2 separate regions of the Mus musculus genome follow, and region 1 is linked to region 2. The links are chromatin contacts, called in public HiChIP or PLAC-seq maps. All regions are on one chromosome and are shown on one strand. Each heading gives the region's core, a stretch centred on a gene start, on an enhancer-like site or on the middle of the called end of the contact. The rest is flanking DNA. Distances are from core to core; before and after follow the strand shown.

Region 1 (4,068 bases), core at 209-2,708, 370 kb after region 2:
TAGGATCTTGGGGCTATAACACATGACCTGCAGGGATGCAGTTTGCAAAGGGAAATATTCACAGAACTCATCACAGGAGACTGGGAGGCCTCAGAGCATGGCTCAGGCGCTAACTTTACCTTTGGATAAGATCTTCTTTGTGCACAACAAGATGTCCTCACAGAGCGAAACAGAGCAAGCAAGCAGGCTTCATGCTTGCCCCCTCTTCTCAGAGACCTCATCTGCATGCAGCCTAGGAGTGCAGCCTAGGAGTGCAGCCTAGGAGCTCAGTTGATACTTAGCTGTCATTCCTCACACACAGTTCCCATCCCCAGGGAGCCCCCAGAACCTTCTTCCCATCTCTGCCTTTCATGTGTTGACTTGATTCTTTTTCACAGCTGCATCCTCAGTTTCTCACTATCACCTTGGACACCACAGGGCACAGGGGGCACCGCCCTGGCTGGGATGAGGGAGACAGAATGGAGCTGGGTGATTGATCTCATTAGGGAGTAGCTGCAGGGCTCAGGGAAAGACTGAGCCCTGTGAATTAAGTCCTTTAGAGTCTTGGCAGCCACCCTGGAGGGAGCCTTGGAACAACCAGATCCATGGCCACCTGCCTGCCTTTGCTACAGGGGTCCCCACTTTACCCCACACTGTGACTCTTCTTCCATACAGTCTGAGCACCTGGCAAGCGTTAAGGAAAACCTCTCAAAGACTCTGTGCCTGGACCAAGGATTCAGAAGCTTTCACGGCCTCTCGAGGCAGCCACAGCTCTGCTCCTTACCTGTGCGCTGCTCTCAGAATAGACCTGGCGGCTGCCACAGCAGACAAGGACGAGGCCACCAAGGACCAAAGCCAGTGCCCTGATCCTGGGTCTGTAGGGATCCACCTCATAGCCCAATCTGGGGCATAAGAGGGGCAACTTCCCCTTTACCTTGTCCTCTTTGGTGTGACCAGAAGACCCTGAGGACGTGGAAGACAGCAGGCCACGTGGCTTAGTCACAGCTCCCAAAGTCAGCGCAGATCAATGACTGCCCTGCGTTATTTGTGAGAATCTAAAGACCGTAAAGCTCCCATTGAGGAAGAAAGACTTCTCTTGGAATCTGGTCCAAAGAGAGCGATTTGGGGCTCTGTAATCTACATAGAGCCTTGCACTGTGACTATAATACAAAAACAATATCCAGCCTTACTGTACTCAACATACTCTGATATCAATTCAATTTCCTCTCTGAATGTTCTTCTTGAGCAAAAAAAAAAAAAAAAAAAAAAAAAAAACCCACAGGTCAGAACTAGATAGGCTGCAAGTCACACATGAGGGTGTGGGCACCACAGTGTCTGATGTGCCGGATGTCTGTGGTGGATGCAAACCCCAGCACCACAGTGTCTGATCACAGTTCTGATCACAGTTCTGATCACAGTGTCTGAGAAGCCGGATGTCTGCGGTAGATGTAAACCAGTGCTGAGTTTTTTCCCTCTTCTCTGTGCTCAGTCTTTACTCTCTGTTGGCTCTAAGCTGAAAACAGTTCATTTCCCTGCAAAGCGAGGTGGTATCTCCCAGTGCATGAGTCGTCTTGGCTCCGATCCCACAACACCACAGGGTGAGGGCTCGGACACGGTCTGCCTTTTCCCTCAGCTCTGGATGCTGATGTCCGTACGGAAGGTGAGTTAGGTTGGTTACTGCACCGGCTGGTTTTGTGTGCCAACAAGCTGCAGTTATCACAGAGAGAGGAGCCTCTCCCTTGAGGAAATGCCTCCATGAGATCCAGCTCTAAGGCATTTTCTCAATCAGTGTTTAATGGAAGAGGGCCCAGCCCACTGTGGCGTGGTGGTCCTGGGTTCTATAAGAAAGGAGGCTGAGCAAGCCAGGGGAAGCAAGTCAGTAATCAGTGCCTCTTAGCTCCCCAACTCGCCTCCTGGTCATGATGTGTGCACAGGAATAGAAACCCTGACTAAGTCAGTTATGGTGAGGGCGACAGTCCTGGTGTGCAGAGGGAGCAGGCTCATTGTGCCCTCCCAATACCTCTGCTGGGGGTTTTGTATGAAGAAAGAGGGACGAGAGGGAGAAGGAAGGGGAGAGAGTGTGAGTCACTCCACCAGGACTGTGGATTAGGGACCCATGTTTATATGTTTATCATAATTATTTCACTTCCAAGGAGACTTTATCTGTAAATATAGATAACAGGCCTGGCGGCCAGAACACAGGAAGCAAAGGACACAGTTCAGCTGGTGACCAACACATCACCAGCGCTTCATGGGATAAACACTCACGACATGACACTAAGAACCTGACGCTCCCTGGGCACTAACTGCATCCTTCTTTCCTTGTAGAGAGCAGACACACCATCCAGGGAGCCACTGGGTATCTCAGAACATGGCAAGCAGTGGATACCTGTATAGCCTGGTGGCTGAAGATGGAGCCTGGCAGGCGTTTGTATCCAAGGCCAAGTTGTCCAGGTCACTGCTATGGGATGCCCAGCATGGCCCTTAACCCCTGCATGACTGGGGAAGGCACACCCACTCCACACAGTCCCTGTTAATGGCATTAAAGGCACTCCTCAATAGCCCTTGGAAAATATTCTAACACATTAGTCAGTGGGTCCCAAGGATCCACCTGTCTCTACCTATCCCAGCACTGAGATTATAAAACCATGCCACCCGGGCCCAGCTGTTTTGACTTGGGTTTGAGGGATGGCACTCGGGTTTGCATGCATATGGGTGAGCACTTCCACAGCTGACTGTCTCCCCAGTCTTAAGATGACTGACACACCATTAAAGACCATAAAACCTATTTAAAATACCTAACATCGCTCGCCAAAGGGGAACTTCCCACAACTCTAGAATCCTAACTGGGCTGTGATAGTAGAGACCATTGTGGGGTGGATTGCTTTTACACAGCCTGTTTTACATAGACACAAGCCATCTCTCACACACTGTTGACCTCTGCTCTTACAGGGAGAGAGCAGTGGCCCTCCACAAAGCTCTGAGGGAACTGACAGCGCTCTTGGCCATAGCAGACAGAGGCAGACTTCAAAAAGGTCTGAAAGGCAGGGAGAAGTTTTTGAAAGTCTTTCCTCGCTTGAAAGCAGAGCTGGTGGAGCATATCAGTCAGCTCCATGCCCTGGCTGACCACGCTGAGAAACTACACAGGGGCTGCACCATCTCCAACGTGGTGGCTGACTCCTTCAGTGCTGCCTCTGACATCCTGAGCCTCCTTGGTCTCTTTCTGGCACCTGTGACAGCAGAGGGAAGTCTGGTGCTCTCAGCAACTGGCTTGGGGCTGGGGGTAGCAGCTACTGTGACTGATGTTGCTACCTCAATCGTGGAGGAAACAAGCAGGGTTTTGGATGAAGTTGAAGCTGCTCTGACTGGCACTCATGTGCTGGGGGAGGCTGGCACAAGTGTAGCTAGGATTGTCAACAAGATCCCTCAGGCTACCAGAGACATCACCAGAGACCTGGAAGCCCTTGAGCAGCACATGAATGCCCTCAGGCTGGTTAGAGCTAACCCTCGTTTAGAAGAAGATGCCAGGATCCTGGCCACCACAGGAAGCATCTCTGCCCAACGGGCTATGCAGGTGCGGGCCAGGCTGGAAGGAACCCCTCTGGCAATGAGCAATGAAGCCCGGATCCAACGTGCCGCCACCGCAGGTGCCGCCCTCTGGAGTGACGTGGACAGCCTTGTCAAAGAGTCAAAGCATCTGTACGAAGGGTCTGCGTCAGAGTCGGCTGAAGCACTGAGGAAGCTGGCTCGAGAGCTGGAGGAGAAGCTAGAGGGGCTCATGGAATTCTACAAGACGATCTGATCAGGCCCCAGTCAGTCACCCCATCCCCAAGACAGGCAGAGGTCAGGGGGGAGGACCTGGACAGAGGAGAGCAAGACTGCAGTCAGGTCCGAGAGACCCAGTGTGTAGGCCTGCTGCTGAACACAGCACAATCAGGTGAGACCCCCTGGTGCCTGAGACGAGAGACCAAAGGATGTGCTGCTGTGAGAGGGACTGGAAAGATTGAACTCTGGACTAAACACGGAAGAAGCCAGTTAAGAGAAGGACTAGAAAGCCCTCCCCAGCTGAGCTACTGCAAACAAGACCCC
Region 2 (4,067 bases), core at 552-3,051:
CCGCCCGATGAGCAAGCAAGCGAGTGTCTCCGGTCCGTGCTCCCAGATCGACTTTCACATTCAATTCGTACCTAGTGCTGATGTTGATACTGATGTTAAGAAATAATTTCTTTAAAAACTATTTGCTTCCTTTTTTCTCCCCCACTTGGAATGCCTAGTCCAGCTTTGCGTAAAAAAGAATGATAGGAAGAAGGTATTGAAACCGGAAGCTTCTATATTCAAATTATTATCTTGGTATATACTAGCTACTGCCATGACCTCCAGCTATGCTTTTAGCCTTAGCCTCTGAGCCCCGCAGTGAGACTGCTAATACTAGACAGGATGATGACACAAATCCATAGGACTGTGGAAAGGACTAATAAGAAACCACCTGCCAAAAAGCCCAGTGTCATTCCTGACACATAGTCGTCAAGTGGTTCTCATTATTGTTAATAATTCTAGCTAATGTAAGGAGACGCATGCCTTCATAGCCCTCTGCAAGTATCCCCGTGATCTCTATATGAGTTTGTTTGCACCAGTCAGGAGAGTCAAGGTTATGCTGCCGTAACAAAGAGTCCCAACAGAGTCCTTGTTCATACTGCATGTCCATTATAACTTGTCTCATTTTTTTTTTTTTGGACCCAGGGTAATGGAGCAGCTAGTGTCTAGGACATCGCAGATTGTCGTGATCCAGAGAAAGCTGATGTATCAGCATTAAGTGATTGGTTTAGAAACTCATACTCCCATTCAAAACTCCTTGGGCAGAGTTGGCTATACATACTTGTGTGACTACAAGTGTGTGTATTGGCGCATGTGCACACATGGAGACCAGAGGGGTGGGGGTGGGTGTCTTTATCGTTCTCCACCTTTTTTTTTTTTTTTTTTTTTTTTTTTTTTTTGAGACAGGGTTCTCACTAAACGTGCTGTTCACCCACTTCACTAGACTGTCTGGGCAGCATGCCCCAGGGATCTGTCTGTCTGCACCTCCCCAGTGCTGGGATTTCAGGTGCACAGCTTTTTATATGGATGGCGAGGATTCGAACTCAGGTCCTCATGCCTTTGCTGCAAGCACTTCACATACCGAGCCATCTCTCCAACCTCCGGTTGTCTATTCTTACCTGATGTCAAGAAATCAGAAAGAAAGAAATCCTACCACATTCAGAAAGGAGGAAGGCTGGAAGAACGAGGCCCGCAGTCCTAACAACTACCACGGTGGTTTCGAAAATGGCTGCCTAGGCCAGAGATATGGGGGCTCAGCTAGACAGTGGGGAAAAGGATGAGTGAGGAGGATGAGGAGCACAAAGGTTCAACCTCCTGGACTACAGGGCGGGGCGGGGCGGGGCAGGGCAGGGCAGGGCGGGGCGGGGCAGGGCATGGCAGGGCAGGGCAGGGCAGGGCTAAAGCGTGGGAACACCGGGTGCCTGTCTCAGATGGGCCTGAACCCCAAAAGCCCAGGGACCTATTTTCCCCCCTCCAGCACAGCAGCTGGTCCTGATGGAAGCAGGGCACCGGATTGTCCACACTGATGGGGAAGCGTCACAGAACCCGTGTTTTCCGGGCCCTTCAGCGCACACAACAGCCTCTCCCGCTCCGTTGGATGCCAGAACCTAGTCAATTCTTTCTGGTGTGTTTTCAATTTAGAGCCTCCCCCTTCTTCCTGGCCACGGCCCCTCACAGATCCTCGGGCTGTGTACCTCTCCTGTTACTGCTGACGTCTGCAGCTGCTCCTCCGCGGGTGCGGGTTTCCAGGTCCCCAGGCCTGCTGAGGCGTAGTTCCAACTGAGGTCGAGTGTGCCGACAGTGCCACCTGCTGTCCTTACTCAAGCTGTGCAGGCTTCCATTGTCCCAGATCCCACACAGCTTTGGCCAGAGGATTCAGCGAGGTCTCTGTACTGTCCGGTAACCCCGTGGCTAGCTCACTTTTCTTCCAGACCTCTGCCGGTCGTGCTTACATTCTGGATTTCTCTCTGGCCACGGGTCTTTTGGGATGCAGCCTGCTGCGCAGAGCACCTCCGGCTCGCTCTCCTTCAGGTCTCTGTCCCTTTGTCAATCTTCAGGGTGAGGCTCCAGCATCACTCCCGAGGGCGCTGTCAGCTGTCTTTGGCTCTTTGGATGAAGTGCAATCCTGGAGGCTCTGGAAGAAGGACCAAAAGCATTTTCAAGGGACAAATGATGCCTTCCTATTGGCGGCTCGCTCTGTGACCTTTCTGAGAGAGATGCAAACTTGCTCAGCATGATGGTTGACCTTTTAGTGAGAGTTCTCTAGTTTTCTTTTGTCTTAATCCGTTGCTGTAGATGGTCCAGAGAGGAATCCTCTCCTTTATTCTCTCTTTGCCAAGGACAGCTCCCAGCTTCTTTGTATCCAGGAAAATGTCGTTCTTCTAGTCACAGAAGGCCTGACCCCAGCATCCTTCAGTAGCTCAGGGAACAGAAACTAGATTGGAATCCAGGCTGTTACCTCAGTGTGGGGTCACCTAAATGCCCTGTGCCTTGAGTCCTCATTTGCCAGATTAGACAGCGGCCACTTCCTTTCAAGGTCGTGTGGAGGACAGTTGGAAGGGAAGCATCATTCCCTCTTTTGGCCCTGGATCACCGAGCATCTGAGGATCTGGCTAGCTGACGGTCAGCCAGCTGTGCACTCTAGCATCCAAGAGACAAGAGACACGGAAAGGGAAACTGAAATCGGACAGGAGGAAGTGGCTATGCCCTGAGCGTGAGCCCCACCCTGGGCTGCAAGTCCAGCCTCACCCCGGTCTCCAGATTCCAGTAGTGCTGGGGACCTGCTCCGAGCTCTAGCATGATATATAAGCTACATATTTTCCTTTGGTACTGGCACCACCTCCCTGTGACCTTAGTTCTTTCTCTATTCTAGTCTCATCTCCTACAGACTCCAGGCCCCACCTCAGCCAGCTCTAAGTCAGGACACAAAGTGTAACAGTTACTCCGGAATATGGCCTGATGGTTGTTTCGTTTAATCTGGATTTTCTTTTATCCTGAAACCTCTAATACAACATTGTCATAGGGAGGGGGCTGGAGAGATGACTCAGCAGTTCAAAGCACTGGCTAGTCTTCCAGAGGACCCGGGTTCAATTCCCAGTCTCCATGCAGCAGCCCACACCTGCCCACAGCTCCAGTTCCGAGGGAATCTGACACCCACACCCACACGTACACGCAGGCAAAACACCAGTGCACATAAAAATAAATAAAATTTAAAAATTAAAAAAAGAAAGATTGCCATCGGGGACCGCCCAGCGCAGTTAAGTTTTGAGACATCTCTGGGGTGAGTTTTCACACAGACATCTGTGTAGACCCAGTGCCTTTCCTTCTCTGTTCTCTTGCTTTTCAAGGATTCAGTGGTTCAGTGACTCGGGATCAGCTGTGATCTGAAAATTATTAAATGAAAAATCCCAGAAATGACATGACTCTGAAGGATTCCTTAAAATTTATTTATTTTTATTTATTTATTTATTTTTTTAAAAGATTTATTTATTATTATATGTAAGTACACTGTAGCTGTCTTCAGACACACCAGAAGGGGGCATCAGAGATCATTACGGGTGGTTGTGAGTCACCATGTGGTTGCTGGGATTTGAACTCAGGACCTTTGGAAGAGCAGTCGGTGCTCTTAACTGCTGAGCCATCTCTCCAGCCCCTAAAATTTATTTTTTTAAATACTTATTTATATATTATGTGAGTGGGAGTTTTGTCTGCGTGTGTGCATTTGTACATTAGGTGCATGCCTGGTGCCCACAGAGGCCGGAAGAAGGCACCCGATCCCATGGAACTGAAGTTACAGGCGGTTGTGAGCTACCGTGTGGATGCTGGAAACTGAACCCAAATCCTTTGTATGAACGACTAGTGATGGGTTTTGTTTCTTGTTTTTGGTTTTTCGAGACAGGGTTTCTCTGTGTAGCCCTGGCTGTCCTGGAACTCACTCTGTAGCCCAGACTGGCCTCGAGCTCAGAAATCCACCTGCCTCTGCCTCCCAAGTGCTGGGATTAAAGGCGTGTGCCACCACTGCCCGGCTTTAATTTTTTTTTTAAAGATTTATTTTTATTTTATGTATGTGAGTACACTGTAGCTTTCTT

Evidence for each region. HiChIP or PLAC-seq counts read pairs in DNA pulled down with a chosen protein or histone mark.
Region 1: a contact with region 2 is called in a FOXA1 HiChIP or PLAC-seq map of pancreatic cancer cells. The contact joins two enhancer-like sites.

Annotation. Positions count from the first base shown.
Region 1 is chr15:77,732,158-77,736,225 of GRCm38.p6, forward strand. It overlaps Apol9b (apolipoprotein L 9b), which reads left to right. Exons shown (of 3, transcript NM_173743.4): 2 at 2,308-2,433; 3 at 2,932-4,068. The coding sequence starts at 2,351. The coding sequence ends at 3,781. Among named protein-coding and RNA genes, the nearest start is that of Apol9b, 5.1 kb to the left of the region's middle. Within about 2 kb of position 1,459, at least 55 of the 459 cell types and tissues checked have an H3K27ac peak or open chromatin away from gene starts, as enhancers often do. A contact at or near this core is called in pancreatic cancer cells, where this site is marked.
Region 2 is chr15:77,357,075-77,361,141 of GRCm38.p6, forward strand. No RefSeq gene overlaps it. Among named protein-coding and RNA genes, the nearest start is that of Gm41353, 17 kb to the right of the region's middle. Within about 2 kb of position 1,802, at least 142 of the 459 cell types and tissues checked have an H3K27ac peak or open chromatin away from gene starts, as enhancers often do. A contact at or near this core is called in pancreatic cancer cells, where this site is marked.